Regions from separate parts of the Mus musculus genome. Here all the other regions are linked to region 1. Evidence: chromatin contacts called from public ChIA-PET and HiChIP or PLAC-seq data. All regions are on one chromosome and are shown on one strand. The core of a region is the stretch at or near the end of the contact, and the rest is flanking DNA. Distances in the headings are between cores, read along the strand shown.

Evidence for each region. ChIA-PET counts read pairs in DNA pulled down with a chosen protein or histone mark. HiChIP or PLAC-seq counts read pairs in DNA pulled down with a chosen protein or histone mark.
Region 2: a contact with region 1 is called in an RNA polymerase II ChIA-PET map of memory CD8 T cells, with 39 read pairs. The contact joins two enhancer-like sites. A contact is called at or near these places in 1 of 484 Hi-C or Micro-C datasets (LSK cells) and 1 of 115 datasets of contacts at active chromatin or transcription factors (memory CD8 T cells).
Region 3: a contact with region 1 is called in an H3K27ac HiChIP or PLAC-seq map of double positive thymocytes, with 2.3 times the contacts expected there. The contact joins two enhancer-like sites. A contact is called at or near these places in 3 of 115 datasets of contacts at active chromatin or transcription factors (CD8 T cells, double positive thymocytes and microglia).

The regions. Positions count from the first base shown.
Region 1 is chr13:112,426,397-112,430,613 of GRCm38.p6, reverse strand. No RefSeq gene overlaps it. Among named protein-coding and RNA genes, the nearest start is that of Gm33905, 17 kb to the right of the region's middle. Within about 2 kb of position 2,868, at least 78 of the 459 cell types and tissues checked have an H3K27ac peak or open chromatin away from gene starts, as enhancers often do. A contact at or near this core is called in double positive thymocytes and memory CD8 T cells, where this site is marked.
Region 2 is chr13:112,062,118-112,066,309 of GRCm38.p6, reverse strand. No RefSeq gene overlaps it. Among named protein-coding and RNA genes, the nearest start is that of Gm41061, 23 kb to the right of the region's middle. Within about 2 kb of position 2,444, at least 75 of the 459 cell types and tissues checked have an H3K27ac peak or open chromatin away from gene starts, as enhancers often do. A contact at or near this core is called in memory CD8 T cells, where this site is marked.
Region 3 is chr13:111,964,579-111,968,817 of GRCm38.p6, reverse strand. No RefSeq gene overlaps it. Among named protein-coding and RNA genes, the nearest start is that of Gm15322, 28 kb to the left of the region's middle. Within about 2 kb of position 1,312, at least 31 of the 459 cell types and tissues checked have an H3K27ac peak or open chromatin away from gene starts, as enhancers often do. A contact at or near this core is called in double positive thymocytes, where this site is marked.

The DNA.
Region 1 (4,217 bases), core at 1,619-4,118:
ATGACACATGCATATACCCACCATCACAAACATGACACATGCATATACCCACCATCACAAACATGATATATAATGGTTCTCTCATCATCCCCAAAAGTCCTTTGTACTCAAAACCTGCTCCCTGCACTTTGAATGAAGGAACCTTGAAAAGAATCTGTTCTTTGTCACTGTAGTCTTGCATTTTCCAGAATGTCACAGGAAGTAGTATACAGACGGGTTCTAATTATTCCAGGCCTTAATAAAATGCAAATGGAGAACCACCTTTGTTGGCTTTGATTCCCATGAGTATCAAGACTTATTGTGTGACAATACCAGCTTATTCAAATATTACCTAACTAAAAGACAATTTAGATAGTCCCAGTTTGAGATGACTGTGAATGAAGCTACACCATAGCTCATAATATGAACACATTTTCCTTTCGCTTGGAGAAATACCTAGGAATGAGCTATCCAAGAAGTTTGGAGACACATTTCCAGGTCCGCAGAATCACAGTCTCTTGGATATGGCATCTTAGAATACACAGTCTTAAAGTATCCCCTAGTGTGCTTTCGTAATGGTAAAGAGTGTGCTTTTGTGTAATGGGACTCCTTGGAAATAGCAGGGAGGGTTACGCAACATAATGTACTAAATGGCACGAAATGGTATGCTTTCAAGCAGTTAATGGCTGCTTTATGCCATATTCATTTTCTCTCAACTTGAAAAAAAATTAAAAACAAACCACAAAACAACAACAAAAGAAAAACCCTAAAGAACGAATCCACAATACCTGCATGCGCTGCTGGGACCTGGAAGCCCTAATCTTAGAGGTTGTACCTGGGTCGGTTTCATCTTACAAAATGTCTGACTTGTTTCAGCCTTTGAGTCTTGGTCCAATTTTCACCTACGTTTTTTTTCCTACAAAAAAAACAAACAAAAAAAGGCTAACGATTTTCTGGTGGTTGGCAGGTAAACTGTAACTGGCCCTGGGTGACTGCTCCTGGGTGAGATGGCCCAGCATCTGATCTCCGTTCTAGCGAGAGCGCTGAGGGCTCCACAGCTCCTGGACTGAGAAGTGCATGTTGTTAGTAACACCTGTACACTCTTTCTAGATGTTTTGCATAATGCCACGTTTTTACAATGGAAGTCATCCAGGGTGCTCTAAAAAGTCTGGCTAAGTAAAAGTCTTGTTTTCTTTCCATAAAAGAGATATCTAATATAATTTTTTTAAAAAATCAAAATGACCTAGACTGGAACTATTTTAAATTATCAAAGTTTTCACACAACGACTAGTGTACCTTCAAAAAAAAAATGGGACTATCCTTTTCTTAACTAATTTTATTTGAAAATAGATGTTTTTCATTCAATATGTTCTGATCATGGATAGAGATGGACCTAAAATTAAAAATTGCTGGGGAAACAGGGAGGGGGTTTTCCCTCACATTTGCCTGTCAAGGAAATGCCTCTCGTACTTATTCATTAATATTAATAAATAAAGTGCAATTCATCATTAAATAAAGTGCCAAAGTCACAAGATTATTAAGAACAGCAGCCCTAGAGTTTGTTAAGAGACGCTTTTACAATCATTGGTGTGTGTGTGTGTGTGTGTATGTGTGTGTGTATGTATGTGTGTGAGTGTGTGTGTATGGGTGTGTGTGTGTGTATGTGTGTGTGTGTGAGTGTGTGTGAGTGTGTGTATATGGGTGTGTGTGAGTGTGTGTATGTGTGTGTGTGTATGTGTGTGTATGTGTGTGTGTATGTGTGTGTGAGTGTGTGTATATGGGTGTGTGTGTGTGTGTGTGTGTGTGTATGGGTGTTTTGCTGACACGTATGTATTTGTACTCTGTGCATACCTCGTGCCAGCAGAGCAGAAGGAGATATTAGATCCCTCGAACTGGAGCCACAGATGGTTGTAAGCCGCCAGATGAGCGTCGAGAATCCAACATGGGTTTCCGTGAAGAGTAACAAGTCTAACTGCCGAGTCACACAATAATTGAAAATCTTAGGATTAGCTGCCTGTGAATTTGCATCCTTGTGGGAGTTTTGCTATTTATTCTCATGTTAAAGCCATCCTTTTGTTATTTTAGTGATTTTTTTTTGTTGTTTTTGTTTGTTTGGTTGGTTTTTCCAGACAGGGTTTCTCTGTGTAGCCCTGGCTGTTCTGGAACTCACTTTGAAGACCAGACTGGCCTCGAACTCAGAAATCTGCCTGCCTGCCTCTGCTTCCCGAGTGCTGGGGTTAAAGGCGTGCGTCACCACGCCCAGCTTTTTAGTGATTTATTTATCGTGCGGGTATGTGTGCATGCACATATAATTAATTGCACATGCTGCAGAGACCAGAAGATATCTTCCTTGATCACTCTGTGCCTTTGAGGCAGGGTCTCTCTCTCTCTCTCTCTCTCTCTTCAAACCCGAGGCCCACAATTTCTCAGCTATACTGAAATCCAACCAGCCTCAGCAAGCCTTCTTAGTGCTTGGGTTATAGATATGTACTCAATGCCCTGCTTGTTCTGTGGGTACTGGGATCCGAACTCTGGCCTTCATAATTATACAGCGAGGACTCTAAACTGCTGAGCTATCTCTCCAGCCCACGTTTTTCTTTTAGCCACGAAGATACAGCTGCTTCCTTAATGTCTAAATGGATGAAACCTCACTCGTCAGGACAAGGTACACTAGGGAATACTCAATAGTCACAGTCCTAGCTACATCAGAACATGGCCAGGCCTTCAGCGGTGAGAGAAACCAGCCACATGGTCACAGGAGATAGGATAGTGAGCTGTGAGGTAAGAACTTAGAACGATGGCACGTGAGACCCTAGCCAGGGATCCCTCTGCATCTTTAAAGATGAAGCAAGTCACACAGAGACGCAGAGGCATGAGAGAGAATGAAATACTCCCAGGAGCTCATACACGCCCACCCTCCACCAAAACACTCAAGTCTTTGGTCGGGCTCTGCTCTCTTACATCACTTCCTGTTTTTGACTTTGCTGTAGTACTTGAGCTTTGAGTGTGTGTGTGTGTGTGCGCGTGTGCGTGTGTGTGTGTGTGTGTGTGTGTGTGTGCGCGTGTGTGTGTGTATGTGCGTGTGTGTGTGCGTGTGTGTGCGTGTGTGTGCGTGCACGTGTGTGTGTGTGTGTGTGTGTGTGTATTGGTGCACAGCTGGAGCTTTACTATTAGCATGCATCTCTAGATCTCTAGTTAGCTTCTTTTTTTTTTTTTTTTTTTTTTTTTTTTTTTTTTTTTGGTTTTTTTTTTTTGGTTTTTTGAGACAGGGTTTCTCTGTATAACCTTCCCTGACCTGGAACTCACTCTGTAGACCAGGCTGACCTCGAACTCAGAAATCCGCCTGCCTCTGCCTCCCGAAGGCTGGGATTAGAGGCCTGTACCACCACCATCTAGGATGGACCCCTCACTTGCATTTTTAGCCATCTGTCAAACCTCATCTACGATCACCTTCTGGGATTTGTGTTTCTAGCTGCCTTGGGAGGAAGGAGATAAACCAAAAAAAAAAAAAAAAAAAAAAGGAGGTGACAGCTGGGTGTTGGACTCAAAATTCAGCTCTGTCCCTCTGGGTTTTCTGAGCCACTGTGATGTGATGACAACGGGCTCCTTCGAAAGATCAGATAACAGTCCCAGCTTTGCACCATTCAAGCAAAGCTTATCCCTAGAACCCGAAGATGACACACTTTCGCTTATTACTAGATTCAGGGGACCCTGGGCAAGGACTTCAGGGGATTTCTCTCTCTGTCTCTCTCTGTCTCTCTCTCTCTCTTCTTTCTTTGCTTCCTGGAATGGAACCTCCGCAGACAGATTCATTTCAGTATTGCAGCTTGAGATTAGATGCCTTTTCTACTTGCTGGCCTTCATCTTTGTTGTTTACCAACTAGATCTCACGAAGAGAAAGGCAGACAGCATTGTACTTAAAGCAGAGGTGGAGGGTGGCCTCAAAGGAAGCGTGGCTCTTACAGTGTCTGGGAAGAGAAAGACCAAGGGAGTCCCCACAGTCTGCTTAGATGGCATCTGACCATGAGCGATGGGAGGAAATGACTGCCCACCGTGTGCACTTCACCCTCCCGTCGTCTTCCTCTGCTTTCTCAGGCTGAGGACAACCCAGGTGCCTGTGCCAAGCATTTGGCCTGGGGAGGAGTGACAGCAACACAAACTTACAGGAACGCTGCCTGCCTGAAGACAGTTTCTCATCTCTCTTTCTCTCTCTTTGCTTCCTCCCAGGCTCTGGTTGC
Region 2 (4,192 bases), core at 1,195-3,694, 360 kb after region 1:
TAGAAGGAGTGCTGAAAGTTACCAAGTCTAGCTGGAGATCCTGATGTGCCTGAGGGTGGATGGGGGTGGGAGAGAAGCAGGAGAGGATTGCCATGGGGCACAGATTTGAAGGTCAGAAGACTCTCAAAGTCAGGTCCTGTGGTTAGTTCTTGTGAGAAATTCGCAACCTAATGATTGGAGAGCTGGACCTTTTGATCCCAAGTCTGTGGGGACACAGCTGTGAGTTTAGGGCTGAAGTCACTAGGACAGTGGGATTTTTTGCCTTTTGGAAAAATTCATTTTCCAGGTACTATTATTGAACAACTATTCCTGCTGGCTCGCCGACAGAGCTTCTAAAAGCTTCCACTATTTTTAAACATTTAAAACTTGACAAAAGACATATCCAACTTGCAGCCCCTCCCCCTATAAACTAGGGGGGATGGAAACAGAAGGATGTGGGTGGGGGTGACTTCATCTTCCCATTCGGAACCCATAACCTTGGTCAAGGCTGCTGTTTCACTCACTGACAGAAGATGCATACACCAACAGCAAAGGCTGCGCAAATCAAGTTTGCCTTTGGACACGTGGCCCGAGAGCAGAAAGCATAAGTCACCCTCAAAGCCCAGGCTATGAAGGCAGGTGGGTCTGAGTTCCAATCCTGACCACAGGAACAATCTACTTAATAAGGTCTCTAAACTCCAGTTATTTCACATGTAAAATGGTCGTGCCCACTATTCGGCCATGTATTCATGGGGGTGGGGGGGGGGGGATTAAGTTAAAAAACACATGGAAAGGACCTGGCCTGTGGGACGTAATGATTCGGTGTCAATAGAGAACAGTGTGAGATAGAAGCCTGTGTCCACAGAATGAATGACTGCTGGGGCAGGCAGATTGCACAGGACTCTAGCTGCCTGGAATGCTCATCTCTTTCTCTTAGAATACTGATCTGCATGGTGTGAAGAAAGCTAACGACAAACAGCATCTAGCCACGCTGAGCCAGAATTAAACACAGATAGGTCCATTCTGCCAAGTGCCAGTCCAGAGGGAAGTCTGATGGTGACTTTGGAGTCAGCTAAGGAAGAACAAACTGTCCAGGATTGTCAGGCTCAGATCCTGCCACCTCCTCTGAAGAGCGCAGACTTCTAAGTGATCGACCAATTAACTTAAACTAGGCAATCTTTCTTTTAAGACATACAGACCTTTGGTGCTGTTTCAAAACCATCCAAGAACTGCAAATGCTATTATTTATAGCCCATAAAAACCTGTGCCAGATGAGTGGAGAAGATAACCTGGCTTAGTTTGCATTTTAAAAAACGTTCTCACAGCGCCACTTCGCCATTTAAAATTGTTGACAACTAGATAATCCCTAATTCTCTGGCTACAAGAACTGACCTGTTTGCTTCACGCTCGCGTGCGTGGACACATACACAAACATACACATGCACAGCGCTGTGTGTATAGATACGATCTAAACGTCCCTTGCATGGGCAAACAATAGGAAGAGATGCCACAGTGGGAGTGACTTTCTACCATGGGTAAGTGAGAATTGTAGTCTTAGGCAGGCATCTCTGAGTCTTGGATTTCTGAAATGTAAATTGATAAGCTTACAGTCTGCCCTCAGACTGTAAAAAAACCAAACCAAAACAAAAAACGAACAAAAACCAAATCAAAACAAACAAACAAACAAACAAACAAAAAACCATGTGAATGCAAATGACTTTCTAAGCCATGGCTTTCCAGTTCCCTTAGACCTAACCACTCCCAACAAGCATCGGGCTGACTGCCTTCTCAAGTTTGCTCGGCCGCTGCATCTGGGTTTGCAGACCCCAATCAGATTGGCTTCCTCTAATTGGGAAACCCCACTCTACTGACTTTTACTGTCCCCGAATTATTTGATCTCTTTGTCAGGGAAATAAGCGAAGCCTTCATTCTTTATCATTCGCCTCAGGTATTTATTGGGAAGGATTGAAGCACAGCACAGCTGGAAAAAAAATCATTATTTTCTAGTAATGAGGCTTAATCCCTTTGCAAATATTTCGAAGACCCTTCTTCCATAATTCAGGGTTCACACTCGTATAGTCACAGGTACCATTCCCAGAAGCCTCTGCTTGTCTTCCTTTTCCTTTGGCTCTCATAAAGGACACCAGACAAACACCCCTGACAACTTAAGCCCCAGATGTGACAAATAGAGATTTAAATTTTATGATTAAACTGTCACGATTTCACTCAGGGATCACCTTGGGTTTTTGCTGGTCTGGGCTCAGAGCCAACAGAACTTGACTCAGCTTCTCCTTGTGGGCAGATGCTGGATCCCAGAGGGGCAGAGGGGCTTCCTGCTGATGACCTAGAGGAAAAGAATTCGCCACCCCCTCCCGCCCCCTTGCAAAACCAAATGAACAGCTCTGCGCCCCTGTTACGGTTTGAGTGCAAAATGACCTCACGTGCTCTTGCATTGGAACTAATGGTTTCCGGCTGTGGGTGAGCTTTGAGGAATCCTTGTGAGATAAAACGTAGCTGCAGGAAGTGGGTCCTAGGGAGGCAGGTCTTGGAGACCTTAGAGGTGGCTTGTGTTTTGGGCTAGGTTTCCCTCCACTTCCTGCCTGCCTACACCATATAACCAGCCATCTCCTGTAAATTGGTAAACGTAACAGTATGCCTTCAGATTGTAAAAATTCTCTCAGCCACAGATAGGAATGGGGTGCTCCCTCTACCACAGATGTGGTTGCTCTACCCCAATGCATACCTCACCATGATGGTCTCCCGCCTCTCAAACCACGAGCCAAAATAAATCCTTCCTCCCTGAGTTTGCTCCCTTCAGGCATTTTATTAAAGTTATGGAAAAGTAAAAAGAACATACCCTCCAGCCTCAAAGGTTTCCTCTACCCCACGGCAATTCTACCCTGGAAGCCCAAGTTAGCCCTCTTTGGCCTAGAAACAATACTCCAGACACATCCGTCTCAGTTTTGAACATACAGCTAAAATTAACATAGGATATGATGGCTCTAGCATTCTTTGTCTAAATCTCATGTATCACAAAGAACAGAGCCACTGCTCGAAACTGACCATGGATAGAGACACATATAGCATTGCTCAGAGATCAGGGCCACCTGGTTCCCATCTAGTGAAAGTCTGAGGCGGGCAAGTCTCTGCATTCTGAACACTCAGCTGATCTGAGTGTTTATGGCCCATGAGTACATTTAGATTAGCAAAAACCTAGACAGCTTCACTCATTTCAGAGAGACATTCATTTGTCCCTGAGCATCAAATATGCTAGGGATACAAAGATAGAGGAGAGATTGTCACTTTCCTAGTGAGAAAAGCTCACCACTCCACAGAAAGGCAGACAAATTAACATCGTCTTATTATACATGCAAGAACTGTATTGTTACAATATGAACAGACTCCTTTAGATCAAAGAAGAAAGTGAAGATAAAATCATAATGTTCAATAAGAGAACAAGGGTTCTCTCTCTCTCTCTCTCTCTCTCTCATACAACTATCACAAGGACCCCAGGTCAGACCGCCCTGGGATCAAATCCTAGGCCGTTTTTAAAGGTGCTCAATTGCTTCTCACGCATCCAAGTATACACATAAATATTTTATCCAGCTAGTACTAAAGAGCATGAGAGAAGCAATGTTAGGTTAAGATTGCCAGGTCCAAGACAAAGCTGCTTGGTGTTTAAGAGGGCTGTGACTAAGATAACCTTTGCAGTTGGCTTTTCTACCGAGCAGAAATTAAGTGGGAAGGTGTGAGTTAGAGTCTGCATTCTCTAGTGTCCTAAAAAGGCTCAAACAATATAAAGCCAGCCTGCCATTCAAGGTCCCTGGAGTTGTCTCTCATTTACTCCCAAGCTTCAGACAAATTTTCTGAACCTTATACTCACTATGGAGAGTATTATAGTGAGGTGGGAGGGTACTTCCTCCTTCCAGTCAACCGCCTCTGAAGATACTTCAGGGATGGAGTCTTTTCCTTTGAGTCACCTGACTGGATCTCGGCTCCAGACAAAGTGAGCACTCTAGCTTGAATCTACAGCCTAGGTGATAAATGCTTGTTTGCTAGTGTGCGGTGCTATTGGAATTGATGGAGCCTCTGAGAGACCTACTGACAGGAAGTCTGGTCACTGAGGGTGTGCGCCTTTAAGAGACCTACTGACAGGAAGTCTGGTCACTGAGGGTGTGCTCCTGAAGGGGAGGTATTAGAACCTCCACCTCCT
Region 3 (4,239 bases), core at 63-2,562, 460 kb after region 1:
CTGTAAAATATACACTCGATCATCCCAGAGCTGCTGAGTTGCAGTTTCTTTTTTTTTTTTCTTTTTGAGGAACTCTCCCGTGGCTTATATTTTTAATCATCTATTCAAAGGACAACCCGTGCCTTCTCTACCATTAAGATCAACTTACTACCATTAGAAGACGCTGACACGCCTGAAGTTCCAGAATCTCTCTGCTCTTTCCCACCCTTCTGACCACATATCCCTGATCCGAGTGCTGGCAATACTGTTACTATCGATTTGCCACCGGTAACTTCTATTTCTTCCCCTGGCTCTGTAATTGCTCTGATTTAGGGAGGAAACGAGCCATGGAGAGTGGCCGCTCTCCCTTGTGTTCTGGCCTCTTACTTTCACCAGCATCCTAAGCCTGAGCCTTTTGGTTGGAATAATAACATATTAAATTACACCACTTAATCTAGTGTTGCAGATCTCAGAAAGCACTGGAGTTTAGAGCTTCAGGGAACCTCAGTGATGAGTCAGCCCTCTCATGCTACCAAGCCCGACTTCCAAAATAAATGCAGTTAATATTTATTAGACCTAGAGATAGGATCAAGGTGAGTCTAATGAAAACCTTATAATCGCTGCATTCATGAACCAAATCTGACAGTTAATCAAGATGCCTCCATCCCCTAGAAACTGGGGGACTCTCCTCTCTAGGCATCTCAAGGAAGAAGTTGATGTTCACTTTCAACAGATATTTCTGTCCTTCCACATCCCTGGGTCTTCTGACCTGGCAGGCATTAGGACTCTACTTAAATAGGTCTCAAATGTCTTAGAAAGTAACGTTTTAGGAGTTCTTCTCTTCCACTTGCCCTGTCACCACCTACCCTCATTTCCTGTCCCCCACAGCCAGTTCAACTTAAAGGAGAGAGAGAGCAGAGAGCAACTACTCAAATCGTGACGAGTGCCCACTGAGAATTGCCCTTCCTGCCAATAAAAAGGTTATTTGTCTGGGTGCCATGTGAACAGAACTTAAAAACTTCAACTTTGGGTTATTATCTAATACCTGAAATTCTTCTCATTCCATCACTAAAGATAAGGTTTACAACGGAAATGTGGCCAAGCACAAACATTCTCTGGGCTCATTACTGCCCCTGAAGAAATAAATGGCTTGACATGGGTCACTTCTTAGAGCTGCTTTTAAAAAGGATTGGGAAGGTCAGAGTACTGAAGGCGGGTGTGGGTGTTTAGAGAAAGGCTCTGAAGAAAAACTGCCTCCTCACCACCACCCCCAGTAAGGTGAAATGCAGCTGTTTCTAGATGGCACGCCATGTTGTTTGTTTGTTTTTCATTTCCTTAGACCTCAAAGCCAGGTGCTATGGGTTCTCAAATGGGCAAGGATGTCTTTTGGTAACACCTACTCAGACAAAGATGAACAGAAAGTAGGTCTTTATAGACAGACGCAAAGAAAAAGCCTCCAACCCCTGCTCTGTGCTACCAATTACTGTGTCATCTAGTGAAGCTAGTATTTATATTAATATAGACCACTTGACCAAAGTATTCAGATTGAAAAAGGAACTGTAGTGGATTTACCGAAAGCAACACAATCAGCTTCCTGAATACTCAGCAGAACTGAATTATCAGCCAACAGAGAAAAAAAAAAAACAAAAAAAAAAACCAAAAAAAACAAAAACATTGAGAGATGCAACCAACATACTTGCTAAAGGAATTTTCAGAGTGGTATGACTGTCTCCTCAAATGGAGAAGCTGGGGAGAGTATAGATATATAGACCTTTTAAAATGTTCTCTTTCATGGTTAATAAAAACAAACATATATATATATATATATATATATATATATATGTATGTATATGTATATGAAGATTGTACTCCCCTTAACACACACTGCCTGGGTTAATGTGTAATTGACAAGATTAATGACTGTCTAATAATTGCCTCTATTGTTTACTGTCTGGATGGCAGCCAGACATCTTCCTGCTCTGCCCACCAGTGGGTTTGATTTGTAAGAATTGTGCTAAGAGGCTAAAAGGGTCTGTGTGCCACGTGTGTGCTTACTAAAGACGTTCAAAAGGGAGCTCCAGGGAGGCCTGGTGACTTTGGCTCTGCTGGGGCAAGCCTCCTTCATGTTATAGAAAGCCTCGCTTCTAAACTGCTGAGGAAGCTGTGCCAAAACCCAACCAAGTTCAACCTGGCTGGATCATGCCAGTGAGGAGAAGAGGAAAGAGATAACCCTAGGACTTCTGGGATGGGTGGTCGGCTACCCTGTCCACACTGAGTATTTTATTCCTTTGCTCTTCACTCACTGGGCTGCACTGCAGAGCACCCAGGTATAACCAACAAGCTCTCCAGGATATGAATCCTCCCTCCCTGTGCTGCCTGGCCCTGTCCTCGTCCTAAACTGTTACCTCTTGCCTTGTGAGACATGAGACCAGCAAACAGACCAGACATTGAGTCATAAAGCACACATAGAACGTACATGGATGGTTACCGTGAGCCTGGCTGCTCCCTGGCTCTCCATATCGCATCCGGAGAGTGACAGTGATTGATATGGCTTTCTGGACAAAAACAAAAGCCCTGTGATTCTTTTTCATGTGGCTTTGCTCTGGCCTGAGTCACAAGGCTTCCCTTGGACTACCTTGACCTTTGTGTCTTTCCTTCTTTCCTAACAAGTCAAGTTCAGATTTCTGACAACCAAGGAGACGCTCTCAGGACACATTGTGACCCATCTTTCTTGTCTTCTCTTCCTAAACTGCTTTGCTGTATGCCTCCATGTTTGCTTTTTTTCTATGCGCCGTCTCTCAGCAGAGGTGAGCATCCCCAATTAGAAACCCGAAATCCAAAATGCTTCAAATCGGACGCCTTTAGAGTACTAACAATGAGCTGCACATGGGTAATTCTACATTTGACTTCAGGTGACTGGTTGCACTCAAAGCTCAGACACACTAAAAATACTATGTAAAATTACCTTCTACTACTGTATTACACATTCACACACACACACACACACACACACACACACACACTGAATTTTTTTTTTTTTTTTTTTTTTTTTTTTGCTTAGGTTTGGACCCCTTTGACCAAGATATCATTATGCATACGTAAACACTCTAGAAATTTCTGGAGGCATATCCAAAATCTGAGGCCCTTTTGGTGCCAGGCTCTTCAGATGAGGAATGTGGCATTTGCACCACCTCCTGCCCCTCTGCCGCAGACCCTTTCAGCATCTCCCCCTTACACAGTCTCATACCTGTCATACTTTTCCTTCCCAGTAGTCATTGTTCCTGTTAGGGAACTGTTTATATAGCCGTGAGCTTGGTGGCTTTCTCCCTTGCTAGGCAGTAAACTCACTAGAGGCAGGGATCACATATGTGGTGTTCCACAGCACGGCTTAGATTAATAGTCAGTTATTCATGATATTAAGGTGGAATCAAACTCCACCCTCAACCTCTCCAACTAAGTACGCTCTTACTAGCAGTCATTTGCAGTAACAGGTGGACTTTGTGCTTCGTGATCCCCCACCCACCACTTCATCATCATTTATTTATCACTAAATCATCTCTCCTGCTACATCAAGACTTCTTTTTTTTAAGATTTTTTTTTAATGTATGTGAGTGCACTATCACTGTCTTCAGACACACCAGAAGAGGGCATCAGATCCCATTACAGATGGTTGTGAGCCACCATGTGGTTGCTGGGATTTGAACTCAGGACCTCTGGAAGAGCAGTCAGTGCTCTTAAGCACTGAGCCATCTCTCACATCAAGTCTTCTTAACAGAAGCCTCCTTCCTTGGTCCTTCATGTGGTTCACAAGTCCAAGCACACATTTTTAAAGGACTGGGTCTAAAACTACTGCTGGCTTTATTGGTGACTCTTACCTGATTTATTTGACATTTCCACTTCCATATCCTATACATGTAAGAAAAAAAATAATTATTTTTTTTAAGCAGCCCACAAGTCTTTAGGTGAGCAGACATGTTACAGTGGTAGAGCACTTGCCTAGCACTGGCAAGGCTCTGGGCTGGAGACCCAAGAGCTACCCCTCCCTGTACCCGAAGTGAGGATAATTTAAAAAATAAATAAATAGACAGATGAATAAATAAATAAAACTTTTCATTATTTCAAAGTTTCAGCCATTCTTCATACACTTCTTCAAGGGGTGTTGCACTCCAGGGGGTTTCTAGCTTAGCAGGTAGAGACTCAGTGCTTCTGTCCAGACATAGCAACAGAGGTGAGAGACTGAAGTCGCCTGGAAATAGATTT